2 separate regions of the Sus scrofa genome follow, and region 1 is linked to region 2. A link is a contact called in public Hi-C data. All regions are on one chromosome and are shown on one strand. Each heading gives the region's core, a stretch centred on a gene start, on an enhancer-like site or on the middle of the called end of the contact. The rest is flanking DNA. Distances are from core to core; before and after follow the strand shown.

Region 1 (6,457 bases), core at 3,688-6,187, 380 kb before region 2:
TTCATATGACATAAAATGAAATTACTCTCCTAGAATTCATTTATCACAAAACTGTATTGGTGTGCCAAGTATCTTTCATTTAACTTGAGCTCCTGCAAAAAAAGGTCCTGTTTTTACAAGGATGAAGAAATCACTTTTAAATTTAAATTGTGCCACAACTTACCAATATGCTCATTATTACATTCAGAGTAGGAAAGTTCCTTAGCTAAGAAAACCATGCCCTTGTCTAGGAACACATTAGTTCTATTTTGGAAATAGAACTGAAATTGAAAGCACATAGGAAAAGGAACAATCCAAATCATGTCTTTTTTGCACATACAGTACAATTTGATATTTAAACAAACCCCCACTCTCACATTAGTTGGTGGTAAACTGTCAAGCCAAGAACTGGGAAGTGTCTGAGATTTTTTTTATCCTATTTGCAAGCTAACAAGTAATCCACCTACAGTTTCAAAGATACTAGCAGAAAAATACAAGTCTTTTGGGTCTGAAAGAAAAGGCCATTTACTCTTCACAGCAATACCAAGAGCAGCACCAATGGCCAGAGTGCAATCTTTGCTTAGGCCCCAGATGCAATTCCCACAGGGGTACAGGAATAGAGCCAGGGGTACCTTCACAGGCAGTAGGTGTGTTTGGGCAAGGAATTCCAACCTGAGGAAATCCCTGACCCCATGCCAGCAGCTGGCTCATCCTCCAGTGAGAACAATATCTTAATTACTCTGCATTGTCAATCCCTTCTGGGGAAGGAGCCATTTCTCTATCTTCACATATCCTGGAATGTACAGAAATCTGAGCAAACTGGCTACTAGTGCTCATACTCGAAGAAATGTGACAGATTCGTGGAGAACTATCTCCCAACAGCTGGTAGAAAAGTGCTGGAGGATGATAACAACAACAATAAAAACCGTAATAATGATTACAATCAATAAGCACTTTACATGTGTTATTCCATTTGGTGCTCAACATGTTGGCAAGTTAAACAGGAGATTTGTCCCTTTCAAAGAGGAGGAAACAGATTTGTAAGCCTTAAGTAACTTGCATAAGCTCCTGCAGCTAGTGGTTTCAAAGATGGTGCATTATCCCTATACAGTTCTAAGAGGCAGGATTGTCTGAGAATGGGAAGTAGGGCGCTTAACCAGAGGTGAGCCTTACTCAGGTCACCAGATCATTTAATCATGATCATCCCTTCCCAGCCTCCTACGTGGCTATGCGTCCTTACTTCTCATTTTATACTTATAGAGTTGTTGTATAGTTAACTAGAGTTGGGATAAAGGGTAGAGTTTATTTTTAAATTTTTGGCCTGTCTGTGGCATAAGGAAATTTCCAGGAATAGAGGTTTTTTGTTGTTGTTTTTTTTTTGGTTTTTAAGTTATCTCCTACATCTTATAGCAAAGGTAAGGAATTATATTTTGATTATTTCTTTCTGAGGAATAATCAAAGATAGCATTTTATAATGACACCAAATTAGGAAAGCTTCTCACAAGAAAAGTGACTCAAAGGTTATTAATGGAATCATAACATTTGTGCCTAGTTCTTAAATAAAAGGATATGTGATTGTATTGAAACTGTACAAGACCATCTTCTTCAGGTGTTCACTCACATACTGCCCACAATCAGCATGTTTTCCTTTCATCCTTCACTGGCTTGCAGTATTTTACTCCTAAACTGTCAAACTTTCTCTCTTTCATAAACAAATCCTACTCTCTGTGTCAATATTTGAAATTTTGCCTGTAAATCAGAACATGCTGTGATTGAATTGCCGCTCTTATCATCTACCACTTACTTCCATCAAAGCACATAACTGGATTAGTGGGAAAACAGCTATGTTATGCTTGAATTTAAGCTTCGCCTAACAGCAGGCTTCCCTTCTGTAACAAAGAACAGGCTTGGAGATAACAGAAACACTAGGAAATGATGCAACATCTGTTCTGACATCTTATATGTGATTAAAGCATAAAAATTACCACTCAAAAAAAAAAAAAAAAAGAAAGAAACCCAGATATATAAACCTACAAGTGAGAAGCTGCTTAACTCTTCTGTGTGGTGGTTCCAGGCAGTATTGGAAAAATGTTCATACACACTGTGTCATAACTCTGGATGATAGGCATGATCTCAGGTATGGGGATAAAGAGAAATGCATGAACACTTTGTGGGAAGATTACTGCCCAAGTTCATTAGAGAATCACTACCCAATTTCCTCAATGCCTTATTATTATGCTTCCTTGAAGTTAGAAAAGTCAAACATTATACTGTCTCTTTCCTAGATTTTCAAGCAGTTTCAGAGAGAAAACAGGAAAAAAAAAAAATACACAGAGATCTGTGTGCCTACACACAGACACTCCAGGAGATTATAACCATATTAGAAGGTATTTTTCTTAGAATCATTATATCATTAAATTGTTACATTTCTATTTAATGAGAAAAGCCTGTCAAAGACAAAAATATGATTTTGCTTTTCTTTCCCCAAAATGTTGTATAACAATCAATTCTCTTAAAATATATCATTTTCAGGTATTGACATTAAATATTAAAATTAAATATTATATAAATAATAATATTATTTAAATAATATTATAAATAATATTATATAAATATTATATAAATAATAATATTATATTATTAAGTAATAATCAATGAGGTTTGATAGTGCTTGGCTTCAGGTCCCCTTCAAGGAGACTGAACTCAAAGCCTCTGGTCAAGACAAAAATTATCAGATCCTCATCATCACCCTGCCCATCTCACTGTAATGCCCCTTTTCCCAGCATGAGAATCAGGCCTACTCCTTGCTACTCCCTGCTAGGAAAATATGTGGCCCATTCCTTACCCCTCAGGGGCAATATACACGCCCAACCTACCAGTAAATGTATCATAAGACCCCTCTTTCCCCAACCAATCAGCAGGTCAGCAGGTGTATCACGAGACCAACCAGAAAATCAAATATGCCCATGCACATGAGGCACACACTTGAGACCAATCAACAACCAACCCTCACACACACACAGTAGGCCTAGGCAGGGAAAAAAAAAGGTCTTCACTCTGGTCGAAAGCATGGGCCTTTATAGGGAAATCCAACTGTAAAGTGGGTCCAGTCCCTATTCACAGGGTGCCTGCTCTCCCTCTGAGAGCTTTAATAAACTTGCTTGTGCTTTCTAATGCATGCAACATAGCCGTAACATTTTCACTTTTTTTTCACCTCAATTCTTTGCTGAGCACATATAAGAACTGGAGAGACAATGCAACCACCATTAACAATAAGAGCAAAAGACTCATGACAAAGGAATTAAATAAATTTATAAAAGGATCATTATTTGCTGGCTAAATGATGAAAACAAAATTCATTCAAAGCCATTTCTACTGCTTAGTCATAAAATCTTTTAAAATATACTTTTAATAGCATTGTCCAGTTTCTAACTGTGGCAGATGCTACCAGTGCCCCATCCATCTTTCCATACATGTCAGCCCCAATTTAACTGCCCGAGGTTTCTGGGAGCCTTCTGCTTGTGCATATGGTGGCCTGGGGAAAACCAGGGTAATTAATGTCCCTTGGAAGCAGTCATTAACTTTAAATACTCCAGCACACTGTCTCCTTGGAAAGAATAATCTCAATTCATGCAATCTACACTGGTTTTCAGAACTGCATAGAGGATTAAGATCTAATCACTCAGAGTGGTAACCTGTTTGACAATCCATTGTTTATTAGTTTGGGTCTTTGTTTTTCTTCTCACATTTCTCTAAATCTTTCTTAGAATTACTTTCCCAATAAGCCATTTGTACTTGAATCCTGGTCTCATAAACTATTTCAGGGGAAGGAACATGTAAATTGATACTATAACCGAGCAGGGCCCTGTGGGGTTCCTGGGCATAAAAGCCTTTCTGTGTATCCCATTTCTTATTTTTAGGAAATAGTCCTCATTCAGCCTCCATGGCCTTCCCTGAGTTCCAAGCTGCTGATCGGGGAAAGAAGGGGATGCAGTCAATGGAGGAACAAACAGGTCAAGAAACAATAGTAAGCCTTGGGGCAGGATCCTGGTTCCATCTTAATGGATACACATAATAATATAGGCATCTATATACTTAAGAGAAAAGTTATGTTCCTTATGCTTCTTTTAGAAATGAGTAACACTGATCAGCTTAGAGCCCTTTTTTGTCCTTCTCCCTGGCTTAATTGGACCCTAAACATAATCACCTGTAAGCTAAAGATTAGGCACCCTGAGTACAATTGCTTGTGAGTTAAAGATTATCAGCACATGCTGGTTTTAGGAACTTCCTAGTCCATTCTAATCTCTGATCAATATGCCCTTTTCACAATAATCCAGAAGTCCACCATCATGATCATGCAGAGATTTCCTGACACCAGGTTTGATGACTAAGATTCCCCCAAAGAAAGAATGCATATTTGCCCTCAACCCTGACTCTTATCCAGAATCCTGCTTTTTTCCTGTTTACTATAAAATTCCCCACAATTCTTCCTAATGGGGGTCGCAGTCTTTAAGGCATTAGCCTCCTGGGGTCTCATTTGCCTGGCAAAGCAATAAAAGCTATTTTTTTTCTTCTTCACCCAAAACTCTGTCTCCACATTTCTATTAGGCACTGGTTGACAGAGGGCAAGTTTTGGCAGTAATACCAGCAGAAGTCTTAGGAAACAGATCCTCTGGAAGAGATTCCAGAACTAAATCATTCACCAGCCATGTGGCCACAAGGAATCCGCTGGCAACTGTCCATCAGTGATAACTTGAGTAAAGAAAACCCCTCAGAGGTTACAATATCATAACTGTTAAGATTTTCATCTGCAGTGACCGGAACACAATACTGAATAAAGGGGAGGCACCTAGAATTTGCAAAGTATGCTGACAACTGCAATCTTAAGGTCCTGGAGTTGATTAGTTGTTACATTCGTTGAAGAAAGTGACCACCTCATGTCAGCTAACTATCCATCAAGGGCAAAGGGTGACAGCCAGATGACTTACAAAGCAGCCAATAAAGAGAATCTAGGTCAACATGTGCTAGAAACAGTCACAGTATTTGCTTTTAAAAGTACATAATTATAAAGGAGCCTGCATTCACAGCCATGGCAGTCTTCTACGCAAAAGTCAGGGTACTGATAGGCAAAGAATGGGAACCTAACTATGAATGGGGGACACCTAAATTGATGTGACTGAAAACACTAACTGCCAGATTCTGCTCTACTCTCTGGATAGGCAAAAGTAATCTCATCCCCTTAAAGGGAAGTAGTTTCTTCATTCCTAGAGACAATAAAAAATGATGCTTGCTATCTTCAAGATCTGATGTCTGCTATCTTCAAGATCTGATGTCATCTGCCCTCATGGCCATAGGCAACAAATAGATCAGGTCTCAACATGGCCAACCTGGAAAAATAGTCTCTGTTCCAGGAAAACAGAAAAAGAGGATATTCAGCAAAAGAGATGTAAGATCTGTCTAATACGAACCAGCATATACTGGGAAAACATGCCAGGAAATGGGTGTGGATGGATCGTGAGGCAAAGAACACCTGGTCATCAACTTGGTGTAAGGGAGATAGATAAGAAAAGACTCAGATTCCTGTATAGTGGCAGATGGCTTGGCTAATGTTGGCCAATACCCTTGAAGAAGCAGAACTGGAAGAATTTCCTCAGGGAAGCATGAGCATGGACTTCTGGGAGTTTTCATGAAATGAGCAGATCTCTGTCTCATATCAATTACCACTAGATAACATTCATTATAGAGAAAGTGCTCAACAACTGGGTAGCTAGGGGAATGTAGGTCATCAGCCTTTTCTGTAGCAACTGTAGTGCTTAAAAAAATGGGATCAGGGGAGTTCCCGTCGTGGCGCAGTGGTTAACGAATCCGACTAGGAACCATGAGGTTGCAGGTTCGGTCCCTGCCCTTGCTCAGTGGGTTAAGGATCCAGCGTTGCCGTGAGCTATGGTGTAGGTTGCAGACGCGGCTCAGATCCTGCGTTGCTGTGGCTCTGGCGTAGGCCAGTGGCTACAGCTCCGATTCGACTCCTAGCCTGGGAACCTCCATATGCCACAGGAGCGGCCCAAAGAAATAGCAAAAAGACAAAAAAAAAAAAAAAAAAAAAAAAAAAAAGGGATCATAAATGTGGCAGCCAGGTAGCAGAGAGAGAAGGGATATACATGGGCCTAAAAACATGGCTCTTTCTCATCAAGTGTGACATAGCTACTGCCATTGGTGCCATTGGAAACTGTCTAATGCTGAGTCTTCAATACTATCACTCTTCAAAAAGACATTTAACAACTTGATATTAAATACGTTATATGTGATTTTATCTGGAATGGGACTGAGTAAACTTTGTTTTTCTTGTTACTGATACACATTTCAGTTAAGAGTACAACTACTACTGTAAACAGTATGGAGGTACCTCAGAAAACTAAATATAGAACTACCATGTGACCCAGCAATCCCACTCTTTGGCATATATCCAGAAAAAATTTTC
Region 2 (5,786 bases), core at 3,160-5,659:
GGGCTTAATGAACTGCATGCATTCTTCAAGGTCTATGTTATATGCCACCTATGAAATATTTTTTCTGATTTCTTTCATTTGAACTCTACATGACTTAGTGGTATATTTTAAATAATAAACTTTCAATGTTTAAGTTCTGTCTTATAGTTTCTGTAACAGGATTCTAACTTGCACTTGACATACTATAGTCTGGCTGGCAGTGAAAAGAACTGTAAAGAAAAGTTTTGGGCATTAGGAGAGTAAATATAATATGTTTGCCCTGTTTTGATAGTGATCATAAAGGAAGTTACTGATGAAGGGATGCTGGATCAAAGATTCTGCTGAAGTGAAGGAACTAGCTATGGGATTAAGGGTTCCATGGTGCACCTGATGCAGGTGCTCCTTTTCTTGGCAGAGGAATAATCATGAGGCCAATGAGGCTGTAGAAAAGTCAGCAGTAGATGGTGAGTACATCAGGTAGGAACCTATGGACCAGATGAAGAGGAGCCTCCTATACCACATTGAGAGATGTGGTTATTACTATGAGTGCATTGTGAAACAGAGACTTAACATGGCTTATCTCAAAAATATCATATTGACAGGTATGTGTGCAAACTAGATTTAAAGTGGGCAAAACTAGTATCAGGGCAATTGGTTAAGAGTTTATCAGGCAAAAGATGATAGCGGCTTAAATTCAAGTGGTGGTAGTGGAGATGAGAGGAAAGCAACCAGGTTTTGAACGTATTTTCAATTTAGAGATGGACAAAGCTGCTGATGGATTTGAAATTAAGTATAGTTTAAGAGTGGAATCAAGACTGACGTTGAAGATTGTCAATTGAACAAGTGGGTAAGGTGAGCATTTACTGAGATAGAAAAGGCAGAAGGAAGAATTGGTTTGGGGTAAGGAATATGATGTCTCAGGTATGCTAATTTTGAGGGAGTATGTTATTTTTAAGACTTCAATTTGACATGCAACTGGGTATGTTTGTTAGAACTCAAAAGTGAGATCTGGACTGTGGATAGACATTTGCAGCAAAGAGGTAGCATATACTCAGATTTACACACTGTGCCTTGGATCCCTACTGGCTTCCATGTTTGGTGGTGGGTAGTTGGTCTCACCATGTTTCTACTGAGATGGGCTCTGACCCTTTGCTGTACCTCGCTGATACTCTCTAGAGCTCTTCATTCCAATCATTTGTATTTTATGATAAACTTCTTCACAGTCTCCACCTTTCACACCAAACTTCCATTCCCCCAGGGCACCCCCATCTAGACATCATCTTCCTTCCTTCCTTGTGTGCTTGGGATGGATCTCACAGACGTTTTCTCCAATAATCTTTCAGTCCTTTCCATGATCTGCTCAGGAAAGTGAGTTACTACAAGTATTTTTAGTTTCCTCTAATACCATCTTGATGCTTCTACAATTTTTTTCAAACTCATACAATCTCAGGGAGAGGGAGAAAACATTTTTCCCTTTTCTCTCTTAGAATTTCTCCATGCTTTCTAAAACATTTTCTTCTGCAGGGGGCAAGATTCACTTTCCTGAGGCTTCTTTATCTCACAACAGATCTGAGCACTCCAGCTGAGAGAGCAGAAATCTTAGCATGCTAAACAAAGTTCAAAGAATTTAGAAAATCCTTCTCTTTGTCAAAATCACCTGGAGTTTAAACAACTGTCTTGCTAGACAACTCCCCCAAACCCACTTTCATTTTTAAAAGCTGAACAGTTATTTTTTCTCTTTTGTTACCAGCCCTAATTCCTCCCCTTACATCCCCAACCCGACTAAATAGCTGATTGGAACATTACAGAGCACAGAAAGAGAAAAGCACCTTAATGTGTTTCAAAGGATTATTCTATCACATGTGTAACTGTATGAAAAATTTTAAATTCCTTTTACTATATTATAAGTTCCATCGGACATTGATTTCATTCCACTTTTATTCATTAATTTTAAAATATTTACTGAGATCCTCCTATGGTTAAAACACTATCCTGGGTTCTATATAAATAGGGATGAACAAGACAGAAGTTTTTCCTGGCATCACTGAGCAAAGTGCTAGGGTAAAAAAAAAATAAGGTAATGGGATTGGCTATCTGATACAGAAGTGAGGCTGCTTCCTGTCTCTGTCTCAAGTTACTGATTAAAAAAAAACAAACAAACAAACAAAAAACAAACAAAAAAAAAACACGCTAAAATTTTGGTCATTGAAGATATTTATTACGTCACATAATATGAAGTCAGGGGCTAGAAAAGTTCCAGGATGATTAATTCCAGAGCTCAGTTACCTCATCACTTATAGAAATTCTTTCTTCTTTGCCATTTTCAGCAAGTTGGCCAGTCATTTTTGCCTGGATATCCTCAGGATTCCAAAACATCTGAGAGTCTCAGACATCAGATATTCTGGGGTAGTAAAGTGGGCATTCTTTTCAAGAGATACAATTTTCTAGAACTGCAATGCCTCGGCCCCATTCAAAGCTTGCTGTGAATTGTTTGAGAGGTTCCTGCCTAAACTGATTGATTGGCATTTGTCTAAAGTAATCCTGACTGCCTTAAAATAACCCAGTCATGCCATTGGGGTGGAAAGGGTCTAGTTTCCCTTGAAGACTCTGTTCTAGCAGATGTGAAGATTCTGTTATCAAAGAAGAATAACTGTATAATAAGCAAGTAAGAGTATCTGCTATAGTGAATGGCTGGTTGGGAAGGAGTGGGAGCTCCAAGAAACCTGAGATGAAATTGAACTAAGACCTGACTGATGAGAAAGACACAGTCATGTACAAATCTGAGGGTAGAGTAGTCCAGGCAAAGTGAAGAACAAGTGAAATGGACCTAGATGGGGAAAAGTGTCATGTGCTTGAGGACCACATGAGAAACAGTGTGACCGAGTTAAGAGAACATGGGGGAGAGTGAACAAGAAGAGGACTAAGAAATGAGCAACAGGGTCTTGTAGGTCACCAGAAGGATTGGTTTTATTTCTATTGATAATTGGAAGTTATTGAGAGGTTTTTAAGCCTGGGAAAGTTGTAAGCCATTTTAAAATAGTCATTCTGGTTGCTATACATGAATGGATTATACTGAGGCAAGAGTAAAAGCATTTAAAAAGCTAATGTAATAGAACAAGTAAAAAATGATAATAGCTGGTATGATAACCTGTATTAAAGATGGTGAGAAGGAATGAGATGTCAGGTTTACTTTAGGAAAATGATGACATCACCTCCTAATGGACTGTTTACCAAGGACATGGAAAAGAGAGAAACCAAAATGACTTCCAAGTTTGAGGCCTGAGCAAATGAGTTGATATTTCTGGGGAATTCTTAGGGAGAAACTGGTCTTGTTGAGCTGGGCATAACTCTTTTGGATGTGTTGAGTTTGACATGCTGACTACATCCCAGTAGAAATTATAAATAGAGCATTGATATGTGAGCCTAGAGATCTGGACAGGGTTCTCAAAAGGAGATTTTAATTTGGAGACTGATGAGATCACCTAGAAAAAAGTTAGATAGAGAAGAGGGCTAACAACTTCATCCAAGGGCACACTAAATGTACAGTTTTGTTAGAAGAATAAAGTTTAGCAAAGTCACTTAGGGAGGAGCTACCAATAAGGTAAGAGAAAAATCAAGATGTGGCATCTTGGAAACCATAGAAAGAGGTGCTTCAGGACTGAGAGGTAGTCAACTTGGTCAGTGCTGTAGAATGTGCAGTCAAAGACTTTGTACTGACTCATGGTTGCCAGTTGTTGATTGTTCTTGACTTTGATAATAGCCTTTAACATAGTCAACTTTAGATCAAGAGTTGAGTTAAAATGATGTTCTGGAATAGCATTGAGAACTTTGTCTAGATACTCATGTTGCAACAGAAGAAAGGCTGGGGGAAAAATGTAATTGTAATGTATACATGTAAGGATAACCTGACCCCCTTGCTGTACAGTGGGAAAATATAAAAAAAAAATGATATTCTGATTTGTCTTATTTTCTATCTCACCATTGTCCCCAAGCCAATTATGATTGCCCTCTAAATGTAAACAGTTTTAGTGTAACAGAATAAAGATTTTTGATGTACATGGCCTAATGATTAGCCACTCTGATACAGCTTGATTTAATATATTGTTGGGAGTCATTTCCCACAGATCTCTTGGATTTCTGTCCATCCTGCCAGAAGTCAAATTGACAGTTGGTGACTGTCTTCCCAGGGATGTTTTGTGTGTAGAGGGAATAATCTTTAAAATTGAAGATAGTTTATCCCTTGGGAACAGAAAGCTGGTTCACTGGTATATGTAAATATATATAATGTCTCCTATTGAGGCAAAGGTCAGTCAGAGTTTCTGTGGTTTATTTTTTTGTCTTTTTAGGGCCACACTCATGACATATGGAAGTTACTGTTCTAGGGGTTGAATCAGAGTTGCAGCTGCTGGCCTGCACCATAGCCACAGGAATGTGGGACTCGAGCCACATCTGCAACTTATACCACAGCTCACAGCAAGGCCAGATACTTAACCCACTGAGCAATGCCAGGGATCAAACCTGCATCCTCATGGATACTAGTCGGGATTGTTACCCAGGGACATCTTAATGTCGATTTTAAAGGACCTGTTCCTTAAACTCAGAACATCTCTCCAATAATGTAACCCACTGTGTGTACATGTAACATCTGCCCCTCTTCAAGTCTCCCTGTCAGAATTGGGGCCCAGGTTTCAATGCTAATACTCTCATATCCATTCATACAAGGAATAAAGTCCTCTGTCTTTGAACTAGAAGTTTCATGTCTCTTGTTAGCAACCATGAAACTGTAGCAGGCCAACTTGTTCTTGCAAGTATGATAGTATTTCCAAACCTACTTCAGATGTATAGGTACTCTGGTGATCTAAGCAGATCTTAGAAACAATGATTTCTTTCTAGCTTTTAATATTTAGCCTCCAATAATTCTCTCATTACATAGAGTTTTTGCTCTATGACAACTTACAAAAACTGTACATTCAAGCCTTGATGAAAAGGCTATTTCCACTAGAAAAAGAGCTGTTAGTTGCAAACATTTGGTAAAATGAGGTATCTTGAACAGATGTGGGGTGTATAATATAATAGGATTTCTAAAACTTTCCATAGAGTCTACCAACTTTGGGAGTTTATATTCTACTTTTTTCCTTGAAATAGAAATGAAACTATGTTTTGAAATTGACACAGTTTCTGTGAAGAAGGAAAAAAAATTCTGCCATTCTGTTGTAACAAATATCCCTTCAATAATATATGGTGATTTATTTTATCCTTCCTCACATACTGAGGATAATAAATTACAGAACTAGAAGAACCTCAGAGAGCATAATTTCTAACTCTTACTTTTGGATATGAAGAAACAAAAACACAAGACATGCTAAAGAACTTCCTTTTGTTAGTTATAACAAAGGAATGAACTTAGACTTCTGATTGTCAGGTAATTTGCCCTTCCATAGTGCTTTATATACTTGTTCTCTGTTCCACCGTTAATTCCTTAGTGCCAAGAAGGAGCAATGTTTTGCAAAACAATGTATTCTGAAGAGGGAAATAATGCAGCAGGGAAGTGAGGGGGGAAAAAAAAAGGATGAGTTTATAGCTGAGGCTCCCCAGTCTCCTATGGTTTGCTATTGCCAGCAAGTTCTACTTAAAAAACAACCAACCAACCCAATCTGGAATTTCATAATTCTGCTTAAAAAAACACTATTGGCTAAGAGTTCACAGATCTTACAAGCACATCATCAACACATAAGAGACACTGGGCATTGTTACCAGCATGGCAACATCTATCTATTCCTTTAATTAGTTCCCTGGACTGTTTGGTT

The links. Hi-C and Micro-C count contacts between places; a contact is called where the count stands out from the background.
Region 1: a contact with region 2 is called in a Hi-C map of skeletal muscle, with 3 times the contacts expected there. The contact joins two enhancer-like sites. A contact is called at or near these places in 7 of 47 Hi-C or Micro-C datasets (embryonic fibroblasts, fetal heart ventricle, heart right ventricle and 3 more) and 1 of 2 datasets of contacts at active chromatin or transcription factors (skeletal muscle).

Annotation. Positions count from the first base shown.
Region 1 is chr9:98,130,306-98,136,762 of Sscrofa11.1, reverse strand. The region is part of intron 10 of CACNA2D1 (calcium voltage-gated channel auxiliary subunit alpha2delta 1); the gene reads right to left. Among named protein-coding and RNA genes, the nearest start is that of HGF, 300 kb to the left of the region's middle. Within about 2 kb of position 4,937, at least 2 of the 83 cell types and tissues checked have an H3K27ac peak or open chromatin away from gene starts, as enhancers often do. A contact at or near this core is called in skeletal muscle, where this site is marked.
Region 2 is chr9:97,749,569-97,755,354 of Sscrofa11.1, reverse strand. No RefSeq gene overlaps it. Among named protein-coding and RNA genes, the nearest start is that of CACNA2D1, 29 kb to the left of the region's middle. Within about 2 kb of position 4,409, at least 3 of the 83 cell types and tissues checked have an H3K27ac peak or open chromatin away from gene starts, as enhancers often do. A contact at or near this core is called in skeletal muscle, where this site is marked.